Linked DNA regions of Canis lupus: region 2 is linked to region 1. Evidence: chromatin contacts called from public Hi-C data. All regions are on one chromosome and are shown on one strand. Each heading gives the region's core, a stretch centred on a gene start, on an enhancer-like site or on the middle of the called end of the contact. The rest is flanking DNA. Distances are from core to core; before and after follow the strand shown. Region 1 holds the start of RBL2 (retinoblastoma-like protein 2). Region 2 holds the start of CHD9 (chromodomain-helicase-DNA-binding protein 9).

Region 1 (5,805 bases), core at 1,166-3,665:
CTTTGACGTTCTACTGGGCTATCATATCACAACGGGGCAAGGATTTTATACATGCAAAATTGAGGCTTCTATAAAAATAGTTGATAGAGGAGTATCTCAGTGGTTGAGTGTTTGTCTTTGGCTTAGGTTGTGATCCTGGGGTTCTGGGATGGAGTCCCACATCAGACTCCCCACAGGGAGCCTGCTTCTCCCTCTGCCTATGTCTCTGCCTCTCTCTCTCTGTATCTCTCATGAATAAATAAAATCTTTAAAAAAAATAGTTGATCGTAACATGTCTTATACTCCATAGGTGCTTATTTTTTCCTATTTCTTTTTTCCTTTTTTTAATGTATGCTCCATGCACAGCGTGGAGCCCAATGCAGGCTCAAACTCATGACCCTGAAATCAACACCTGCCCAAAGTCAAGAGTCGGATGTGGAAGCAACTAAGCCACCTAGCCACCCCAGTGTTTATTTATTGCTGCATAACAAGTCATCCTAAAACTTTGTAACTTGAAAGAATAATAATAAAAAAAAGAAAGAATAATAATAATTTCTTTTGCCCACAAATCTGCACCTGAGCAGGGATCAGTGGCAAGATTCATCTCTGCTCCATAAAGTATTAGCTGGGAACAGCTTGATTGAAAGCTGGAGGTTCTGCTTCCAAACTGGCTCATTCAACATGGCTGGGGCTGAGGTTGTATGCACCCCATGAAAACTATGCAACTCTCCTCCAGACTTCTGTACTCAAGAGATGACCAAACTATAGCATAGCTTCTAGCAGCACAGGGGCGTGCCCTAGGATGACTGCAGCCCTGCATTAAAATGCCTAAGAAAACTCATGGCTGCCAGAATTCACCCTTGGTTCTAACCAACACCTGGCGATTTACCGAAAACGGCTTCCAATGGTGACTCCTTCCTCTGTGCCTTTGAGATGTGTATGTATCTCCTGCAATTTGAAGTGTCGTTCTCAATGATCTGAAAGCCATATAGGGTCTCAGTCTCCTAGTCTTTGTAGGAAGGAAGATAGAATCCTAAATTCAATAACTTGCCTGCTGGCCTGATCACATTGACACTCACTAACCCTTTGGAATTTTTTGGTTGAGCTCCACTTTCTCCCATCCCTAGTCCTTCATTCTCCCTTTAAATCATCCACTCACCTGTGCACAGATTTTTTTGGTAAGATTTTATTTATTTATTCATGCCACCCAGGTTTCCTCTTTTTTTTTTTTTTTAAAGACCCCTGCACAGATTGGAATGGAGCTCAGCTCTTTACTTCATTGTCAGTAGTGTCTGAATAAAATCTATTTTCACCTCTTTAATGCCCAGCTTTGTCGATCGTTGATAGCATGCTTCTCCAAGTAACCTGGGCTTCCTCACAGCAGGTGGATGCGTTCAAAGGGTCATGGAAGAGGGGCGCCTGGGTGGCTCAGTGGTTCAGCATCTGCATTTGGCTCAGGTCGTGATTCTGGGATCCAGTTCTGCCTCCGGCTCTGGCGGAAAGCCTGCTCTTCTGCCTGTTTCTGCCTCTCTCTGTGTGTCTTATAAATAAACAAAATCTTTAAAAAATTCAAAAAAAAAAAAAAAAAAGGAGGGTCAAGGAAGAGAGAAAGAAGTGACCCCATGGCCATTGGCAATGCATTAGTGGTTCCTCAAACAGAAAAATGTCCTATACTACATCCACTTGTAAATCAAAGAGGATTGTTAATAAAGTGATTCAAAGTGATTGAAGTCTACTCTAAGCATGAAAGAGAAAGCAAAATAAAAATAAAAGAACAAAGGTAAGCCACTGAGGATAGTACAAATATATCACTTAGAGCGAATGTAAATTGGCCCTTTGGGAAATAAGAGAATTGCCGCTGTAAAATAAATAAATAAATAAATAAATAAATAAATAATCCAATGATTATTTGAAAGGCTCACATAAAGTTAAAATATAGGAAAGAACTAGAAATTAGGAGCGATGCTGAAGTTCGAACTTAGGTAAACAGGCCCTTGCTTGCTATTACTCTTACTTTACAGTTAAAGACAGGCAGATAATGAGTATTAATTTCGGAGACACCTTGGGCAGTAAGCCGTCACAAGTCATTGTTTCTTGGATGTTTTCTCTTCAGCACAGCCCTGCTGAATAGTCCCACCGTGAAGACTTAATTAAAACGTCGCAAAGACACTTTTATTTTAGCCCCAGGAGCGCGACGTCCGTTGATTTTTTTTTTTTTAATATGGTTTTTGGCCCCCGTGGGCCTCCGGCTCGGACTACATTGCCCATCAGGCCCCGCTCAGAACTACGGGTGCCTACCTGAGGTCTAGCTTCCTTGGTGGCGGCGCAGTCGCCGTGCGGACGGCGGACGGCGGACGGGCGGGCGCTTCGCGGTTTGAATGGCTGCGGGCTCCGGCCCTCAGCTCCCCTGAGGACCGGCCGCCCAGGGGTGCGCCATGCCGTCGGGAGGCGACCAGTCGCCGCCGCCCCCGCCTCCCCCTCCGGCGGCGGCAGCCTCGGATGAGGAGGAGGAAGACGACGGGGAGGCGGAGGACGCCGCGCAGCCGGCCCGGTCGCCGGCCCCTCAGACCCAGCAGCGGTTCGACGAGCTGTGCAGCCGCCTCAACATGGACGAGGCGGCGCGGGCCGAGGCCTGGGACAGCTACCGCAACATGAGCGAGAGCTACACGCTGGAGGTGCGCCCGGGGGCGGAGGCGAGGGGCGTCCCGGGCCTAGTGGTCGCGCCCCGCCGCGGGGATGGGCCCCTCCCTCCCGGGCCGGGCGTCCTGCGCGACCGTCGGGCAGGCCCCGGGTCTCCGCGGGTCTCCGCGGGTCTCCCCGGTCCCCGCGGCCCTCGCGCCGTCCCTGCGCTCCCTGCTCCTGGGACCTGCTTTAGGAAACCTCCGGTGGCCCGGCGGGGGAACCCCGCCTCGCAGCTTCCCCCTCCGGGGGCGGGGCCGAGCTGCGGTCACGGTTGCGGGAGTACAGCCCCCTCGCTGGCGGACGGAGCAGGTGCAGCTGCGAGGCCGGGGGCGGGGGCGGGGGCGCCGGCGCCTGGCTGTGCTCCCGCGGGGTCCGCCCGGGGCAGCGCCCCTCCTGCGCTCCGCCCCTGCCGCACCGAGCCGCCCGGGGCCTGCCTTGGCCCTGCCTTGGCCCTGCCTTGGCCCTGCCGTCGCGTCCGGACGGCAAACGCGTCGTTCACGTCTCGGGCTGTGTTTGTGTGTGTGGCGTGAGGCGGGTCTTCCGTGGGGCACACGAAACGGGCCGTCGGCCTACCTCCGTGTAGACACACGCCCCCTGGCCGTCCCCGGGCCGTCCCCGGGAAGCACGCCCCGCGACGACCCGGACGACCTCTCGGTCACCTCGCACGCCGCGCAGCGCCCCGGCGTCGCCGCCGCTCAGGCAGCCTCTGTCCCTCTCCTCGGACGGGGCTCGCACGGGAGAAGAATGGCCATTCTAGCCAGTGAGGCTCGGCTGCGTAGGCACCGCCCCTTCATGGACCAATGGGAAGTGACACGGAAGTCGGGATTGTTTACCAGCTGTGGCGCTGGTGGGTGGCGCCCGGCGGGAGGCCGGAGGACTGTCTTGCGTTGCGTTACGGTCTGTGGCAAGAGCGGGGCCAATAGGCTCCGGATGGGAAGGCCTGACGAAGGTACTAGTCAGTCCTAAGAGCAGGGTGTCTCCGCCTGTGTGTGACCCACGGAGGTTACTCGCTGTTTGTTGGTGTGCCAAGGTCCCTCCTCCCCGTAGTTGCGCTCTGCGGCGTGGGGGCGGGGAAGCGGGAAGGCTAGTCCTGTAGTGGCTTCAGGACCTGACAGACCTAGGGGGCTTTGCACAGTTAGCCACCCCGGAGCTCAATGTCGTGATACGTACATCTGAGATGATTTGCGCTGAAGGTCTCACGAGGTTCCGTGTGGTTTGTGGCGCACAAGGCAGTCATGGACCGTGCTTGCGCCTCAGTTTACAGAGCGCCCTCGTGTCCTCAGGGCGGGCATGTGGCCGCATGGGCCATCTTCCTCTTTATTCCTCGGTGGTTGTCTGGTCAGTGATTCCAGCCGTTCTTTGGTGATGGGCATAAGTGGTTGCAAATAAGCTCTTATTTTGTCTTCTCAACAGTCTTCGAAATTGGATAGAACAAGTAGTATCACCATACAGTTGAGGTATTTCAACTCATAGGGGCTGAGTTGTATGAAATCCAGTGTTACGTAAGCAAGTGACAAGCAGTAGATGGTTAGTAAAATATTTTTGAAAACATGTTTGATTACTCAATTTGTTAAAGACTTGGATCTCAGATTCTTAGCTCCGTTTACTCAGTGAATGAATGAATATTCATTTATCGATTTTTTTTTTTTTTAAATCACCTCTTTGCCCGATACTGTTGTAGATGGTGGGGACAGGGCAGTGAACAAAACTTAAAAAATTTCTGCCCTTGTGGAGCTTGTAGTGGGGTATGCTGCAAGATAACACGTAGGATGTCAGTCTCATGGAAGTGTACGATGGAAAATAAGACTCCTGTGATTTTTTTTTAAAGATTTTATTTATTTATTTGAGAGACAGAGATAGCCACAGAGAGCACAAGCTGGGAAGAGAGGGAAAAGCAGGCTCCCCGCTGAGCAGGGAGTGGGATGCAGGGCTCCATCCGAGGACCCTGAGATTGTGTGATCTGAGCTGAAGGCAGGACGATTAACCGACCAAGCCATCCAGGCACCCCTCATACAACATTTAATACAGAATATTGGTTATAGAATTTTACCTTTTGATTTCTTGTGTTTCCTGTGCTTTAAGCTTGCAACTCATTTCATTCTCACAGTCCTCAGATGAGAAAATCGAGTCTCTGTGACTGTTAATTTATCCCACACTGGGACACCCAAGGCACATGTGCTGAGAGAGTGAACCAGATAGAATCTTTATTGCCCTTTATGATCTTGCAAGTTACAGAGCATCATTTTCACCTACTCTATTAGTTAACACAATTGAAAATGAGGGAACAAAACACAGATTCCTGTCTCTCAATGTGAAAATGTCAATATATAGTATAAGGAGCACATGGGCTACAGCCATCATTGAAAATACAGTTTCCCACAAACCTAAAAATAGCACCTTTTGTTTAATCTAAAGAGTTTAATCTAAAAAGTTTTGGGTTTTTTTTTTTTAAGATTTTATTTATTTATTAGAGACAGAGAGAGAGACAGGTAGAGGGAGAAGCAGGGTCCATGCAGGGAGCATGTCGTGGGACTCGATCCCGGGTCTCCAGGATCACGCCCTGGGCCCAAGGCGGCGCGCCAAACCACTAAGCCACCGGGGGCTACCCTAAAAAGTTGTTTATATGGAAATGTTTATATAGCTGGTTAACTAAACATCAATTTTCTTTTATTTTACAGGGAAATGATCTTCACTGGTTAGCATGTGCCTTATATGTGGCTTGCAGAAAATCTGTGCCAACTGTAAGCAAAGGGACAGTTGAAGGAAACTATGTATCTTTAACTAGAATCCTGAGATGTTCAGAGCAGAGGTAACTATATCAGAGTTTGAAAACTAGAGAATGACAAATATGAAAGCCCCAAAATCATAGTGTTAGTAAGAATTCTCTTTGTTCATTATCTCCTGGGTGTTTGTATCTATAGAGTGCTGAATTTAGAAACTAGGTCATGGTTTCCCTTTACCACATCTAAGTTAGTATCTATTATATTATACTTCTTTGGCGAAAACTATTGAAATTTTAATGTGTTAGGCAATTTTATAAAGAGTTTGCTGTTAAACATTATGATTTACCATTGCACAGTGTTGGGAGAATTCTAAATAAGGATATTGAGAAACTTTAGGAAGTACTCTAAATTGCAAAGGTTA
Region 2 (5,805 bases), core at 1,376-3,875, 250 kb before region 1:
GATAAATATGCCCTTTCCTACTGAAAATGGGTTGTATCTCATAACATAACTATGAAATTGTTAAGAAAAATAAAATAAAACAAAATTCTATCTGAAGGAAAACATGGACAGAACAAAAGAACAAGAGGGATAAAAACAAGAATGTGTTGTCTATTCTGCCCCATATCTAAAACATAGTGTCTGGTACATAGTAGGTGCTCCACAAATGGTGGTGAGGTGCTCACAGGCACATATTCTGCAGTTGGGCAATCCAAACTGAAGTCCTGACCACACCATTGGCTTACTCTTCCCCCAAGGGCAAATTACATCATGAGTCTCAGTTTCTTCATCTATAAAATGGGAAACGTAGTAGTGCCTACTTCACAGGATTATTGTGAAGTTTCAAATCAATAGTTGATCGGAAATTCTTAGCACCTAAGCCATTGTCAACAATAATACTTGTGATTATTATACACATGACTTCTACCTATCCAAACACTGTGCTGTCCCTCACGGAGACCCCCCCCCCCACCATGAAGAGCCCACCAAGAAAACGGACCTGTTGATAATTGCAGTTTCTGAAACACAGTGCCGAGTGGAATGAGTAAAACGGCAGGAGAACTCAGAGGGAAAGTCCTTAGGAAAACCTTTAACCCCATCAGGTGATGCCTGACGTCAGAATTCTAGGACTTTGCCCAGGCATGCTCTGGGGCACAGTGGGGTGAGGGGGAGGGAGCTCTTGCAAGGACTGGGGCAAGAATGATCTGGAAATGACTCAGAGACACTTTAAAGTGAGAGAATGGGAAATGTCCTTGTCAGCACTTCTCTGACCGATTCACCTTCACCAGAGAACACCAGCCGGCCGTGTATAAGCTGGGGACCAGGCCATATCAGTCACACACACACACACACACACACACACACCAAACACATACACTGCCCCTTGCCCTTCCAGGCAGTGCCCACGGGTGATACGTCCCCCTCCTCTTCCTCTGCCTTCGATGGTCACTGGGGCCAGAGCCTACCAGTACCAAGAGGCCAAATATGAGGCCGGCACTCACACAGGTTGGGGGTTGGCATAGACCTCACTTTCACAAAGTGTCTCTCATCTTTCCACTGGTGATATTATCCCCAGATGTCATCGCACAGATAAATGGCCAGGATAAGAAGGCATTTCACATACCGCCTTGCAAAACCTGTGTCCATCACCAGGCCACTCGGCCTTCAGTACCCTACACATTCATTTTTTTGCATTGTAAATCCTGTACTGATCCTGTGAGGAGCTCAATTCCATCGCACCGCATTTTTGTGGATGCTAAAAGTGTTAATTTGTTACATTAAATCTGAATTCAGTGAGGGCAGAGATATTGGGGGTGTTTTGCCCTTTGTCATATCCCTTGTTTTTAGGAAAGTGTCTGGGGCATAGTAGGTGCTCAGTTAACATTTGCAGAGGGAAGAAAGAAGTGAAATGTAAACCCTTTAAATAGTCCACCATCTTTGTAACCCTGTTTTGGCATGTCTTCATAAAAAAATAATAAATACCAAGGACACCTGGGTGGCTCAGCATCTGCCTTCAGCTCAGGACATGATCCCAGGGTCCTGGGATAGAGGTCCACATCCGGCTCCCTGTGGGGAGTCTGCTTCTCCCTCTAACTATGTGTCTGCCTCTCTCTCTGTGTCTCTCATGAATAAATAGAGAAAATCTTTAAAATTAATAATAATAATAATAATAATAATAAATACCAGAAGCCTCAGGAAAGGGAGGTGGCTTAGGGTCCCCATTGCTCTCAAAAAGCCTGATAGTGGGACTCCTCTGGACATTGCTTAATTATCAGCTAACAGGTCCCCAGCCTAGGGCAGATCTACTCTCCCTTCCCAGCTCCCCAGTGACTAAGGGGTGGCTACGGGCATTGAGTGTCAGGGAGTCAGGAGAGGTACCAAGAAAGCCCCAACCCCCCCCCCCAAAAAAAGTCATTGCAGCCGGCAGAGAAAGATGACCCGGTTTGCCAAGTCCCAAGGGACCTGTGTCTCCCAACTCTGCACAGGCTCTGCCGCAGACTGGGAGTCTAATCACCGTCAGCCCGAGAGCCTGGAGGGCACCAGGCAGGAGGGCAAGGGGGTGGGGGCTGGGGCAGGGAGAAGAGGAAAGGGTTGGTGGGAGGGGAAGGGCCGGTCCCCGGCGTGTCCGGGGCTCCCACATTATTTCAAAAGGAGGCTGTGCCAACCTGGGCTGTACTGGAAGCGGGGGCCGCAAAGGAGGATCCCGAGCGCAGCCGGGGACATCCCAGGACGGCTCCCCCGCGCGGAGCCCGGGCCTGGCGGGCCCTCGCGGCCCCGAGAGGAAGTTCAGCGGGTCGGGGTCCCCGCGCCCCCGGGGGAGGGAAGGGGCGGGGCGGCGGGGCCGGGCCGGGGCGCGCGACGCGGGGGCAGCCGCCCACATGGGCAGGTGGGCCGCGCTCCCGCCCCGCCCCGCCCCCGCCCGCGCTCCCGCCCCGCCCCGCCCCCGCCCGCGCTCCCGCCCCGCCCCGCCCCCGCCCGCGGCCCCGCCCACCGCCCGCGCTCCCGCCCCGCCCCCGCCCGCGGCCCCGCACCGCCTCCGCGCGCCGCTGGGTGGCGCCTGCGCTCCAGCGGCGCCTCTCGGGCGCGGAGGGGGGGGGCCCGCAGCGGGGCCGGCGGCGGGCGGGCCTGAGCCCCAGGATTCCGGGGACTGGAGCGCAGCGCCGGCGGCCAAGGTAGGACCCCCGAGCCTCGGGCGTTTCCCCCGGGCCCCCGCGGCCGGGGCGGGCAGCGCGGCGGGGAGGACCCGACACGTCGGAGCGGCCGCACGTGCCTTGCCTGAAGGGACCCGGCGGGAGCGCAGCTCGCCGGCCCGCGGGTCGCCCCAGCCCGAGCCTCTGCAAAGCCCGCCCGAGGCCCCGCTCGGCGAGTCCTCAAAGGAGAGAGTTCCCGGTGCCCGGAGCCACGGTAGCTTTGCAGCTGAGCGCGGATCCGATCCAGAGCACCGTCCTCAAACTTGGCTGCACGTTGGGATCTCTTGGGGAGCATGAAAGAACGCTGGTGCCCCCCGTCCCACCGCCACCCTCCCCACCCCGGGGACGAGTGTAAGCGGTCTGGGTTGCAGCCTGAGCATCTGGTCCTTTACAAGCTTCCCAGGAGATTGCAACTAGCAGCTAAGTTTGAGGTCCCTTGATGTAAGGTTGGAGAAAACCCCGAGGACGTGTGTCACAGCGCCGCCGAATGCGGATTCTTCTCCCCCCCCCACCTCCCCCCCCCTCCTCCTCCTCCTCCTCCTCCTCCCTCCTGCTTTTGAAGCAGGAAGTATCTCCGCCTTTAAGCTGTCAAACCCAAGATAACAAACCAACACCTCCCCTCCAATAGGGCTGGTTCTGAAAGGGTTAAACTCAGCAGCGGGCAGGGGATGGAAAGAGGCTGATGTGGAATGTGAGAGAAGACTCTTGAGCTGCCCTCCTCACTTTGCTAAATGCAGCTGAGGAGGCAGAGTAAGCTCCCCTATAACTAGTAAAAATGATCCCGTGTATTCTCATGAAACAGCAGAGTGGTTACCAGCATGGGCTTGGAGTCCCCAGAGCCCCCTCAAGAGCTCACGATATCACTTCTGGTCTCAGTTTCCCCATCTGCAAAATGGGCACGATGGTATAAACCTCCTAGAGTTATTGTGGGAATTATTAACAATTAAGGTCATGTTTCCTGCAGGTACACCTGCACCAGGTGCTGTGCTCAATGCTTTCTGTGCATTGTCACATTTGACTCCTCATTATGGCCCACAGGATAGTACCATAATGACCCCATCTGATGTTTGAAAAACTAGGCCTCAGAAAGGCCAAGGGGCTTGCTCAGGGCTATATGATTAAGAAGAGGCCGATCCCAGGCAATCTGACTCTAGGACCCATGTGCAAAAGCAATCTGCTGTTTCCCTCATGTTGAGAATGGAGAGAAAACACTTAGCACAAGGCAGGTCATGGCGCATTTTCCATAAACAATGGCTGTCATTACTGCCAACAAGGCACTTTCACTGAATTGACTCATTTGTTCATTCATGGCATATTCATTATTAAGAGCCTACTGTGTGCCACACAGTTTCCCAGATGTAGACATAAAATGGTGAGTAAGACAGAGGTTAGCCAGCTCTTGGTGAATTCACACTCTGGTGAATGAGAGAAATGAGAACAAATACAGCGGATCCTCATTTTTGGCGGATTCTGCAGTCCTGACTTCTACTCTGTACAATTTATTTGTGACCCTAAAATCAATATAGACAGCGCTTTCGTGGTCATGCATGGACATGGGCAGAGTGCCCAAAAATTGGAGCTGACAAACATGCACATTCCCAGCTGAGGTCAACACAAGGCAACACTCTGCTTTCTGGTGTTAGCTCTCATATTGTAAATGGGTGTCCTTTTTGTGATCTATTTCGTGCGATGTTTTCTGCATTTTTGTGCTTTTTTTTTTTTTTTTGATGATTTTCAACTTCTCTGTTGAAAATCGCCCCTGAAGCATCGTGCTCAAGTGCTGACTAGTGCTCCCAAGCATAAGAAGGTTGTGATGTGCCTTACAGAGAAAATATGTATAAGATAAGCTTTGTTCAGGCATGAATTGTAATGGTTTTGGCTGTGAGTTCAATAGGAATGAATCAACAATATATATTAAATTAGGTGTCTTTAAACAGAAACACACATAAAACAAGGTTAGGTATTGATCTGTTGATGAAAATGTGACGAGTCTCCCAGAAACCTAACTTTAGGTTTTTTTCCCTAGGTGCAATGGTTTGGTATTTGCTAATTCCATATTCACAGCAACTTCTTGGAATATAGCTGCTGCAAAAAATGAGAATCAACTGTAATTAGACATTACCACATGTACAATGAAAGAATCAAGGTGGAGAGGCATACAGAAGGGGCCTGCCTTAGATTGGGTGTCAGAAAGGTTAGAAGCAGAACAGGCACCCAGTGTGATAAGGAAAGAGTGTTTCAAGCAGAGAAAGTAATATATGCAAAGGCCAGGAGGTCGCCAAGAGTTTGGCAAGATCAGGAAACTCAAGGAGAGCCAGTGTGCAGGGAATGTGGTGGGCAAAGAGAGCAGAAGTGCAATAATAACAATAATAACAGAGTCTGGGGCCAGGTGGTAGTGTGTTTTGTGGGCAGCTCTCATTTCATCCGATTAGCACAGTAATCCTGGCAGGCTTGGAGAGGATGGTTTCCACCTCCTGCGGAAGATGAAATTGATGCCTTATGTAGTTAAACATACTGTGCAAAAGTACGCCACTGGTAAGCAGTACCGACCTCTAGTACCTCCCTCTTAATCTGATGCTGAACAGACGTTTGAGTATTGATCAGAAATCTTAGGTCACTAATCCTGAGCTAGAGATTTGGTTTGGTCTAGGGAGGAATCAGTAACTACATGGCTACAGAAGCCATCAAGCATGGATGAAACAACTTGGGACAGTGTGCAGAATGTGGAGAAGAAAAGTCCTCATGCGTATTAAAAATAAAAATATTCCTGGTATAAAACCATTAATGCCTCAGTGAAAGACTCCCAGTTGCTTGTAGGGGCAGGGGGAGTAGTGAGGGAGGGCCCAAAGATGTAGAAAAAGGAAATGTGAAGGTCTGATCCAAACTATCCCTGAGGGACACCTGGGTGGCTCCGTGGTTGAGCATCTGCCTTTGGCTCAGATCGTGATCCCGGGGTCCTGGGATCGAGTCCCGCATTGGGTTCCCTGCATGGAGCCTGCTTCTCCCTCTGCCTGTGTCTGTGCCTCTCTGTGTCTCTCATGAATAAATAAATAAAATCTTAAAAAAAAAAAAAACC

The links. Hi-C and Micro-C count contacts between places; a contact is called where the count stands out from the background.
Region 2: a contact with region 1 is called in a Hi-C map of blood, with 3 times the contacts expected there. The contact joins the promoter of CHD9 here to the promoter of RBL2 in region 1. A contact is called at or near these places in 3 of 9 Hi-C or Micro-C datasets (amygdala and blood).

Annotation. Positions count from the first base shown.
Region 1 is chr2:61,580,315-61,586,119 of UU_Cfam_GSD_1.0, reverse strand. It overlaps RBL2 (retinoblastoma-like protein 2), which reads left to right and starts at 2,415. Exons shown (of 22, transcript XM_038531039.1): 1 at 2,415-2,654; 2 at 5,340-5,470. The coding sequence starts at 2,415. It also overlaps the pseudogene LOC102156246.
Region 2 is chr2:61,827,730-61,833,534 of UU_Cfam_GSD_1.0, reverse strand. CHD9 (chromodomain-helicase-DNA-binding protein 9) reads left to right here and starts at 2,625. Exons shown (of 39, transcript XM_038531048.1): 1 at 2,625-2,711. LOC119870327 (a long non-coding RNA gene) reads right to left here and starts at 1,282. Exons shown (of 3, transcript XR_005355785.1): 1 at 539-1,282.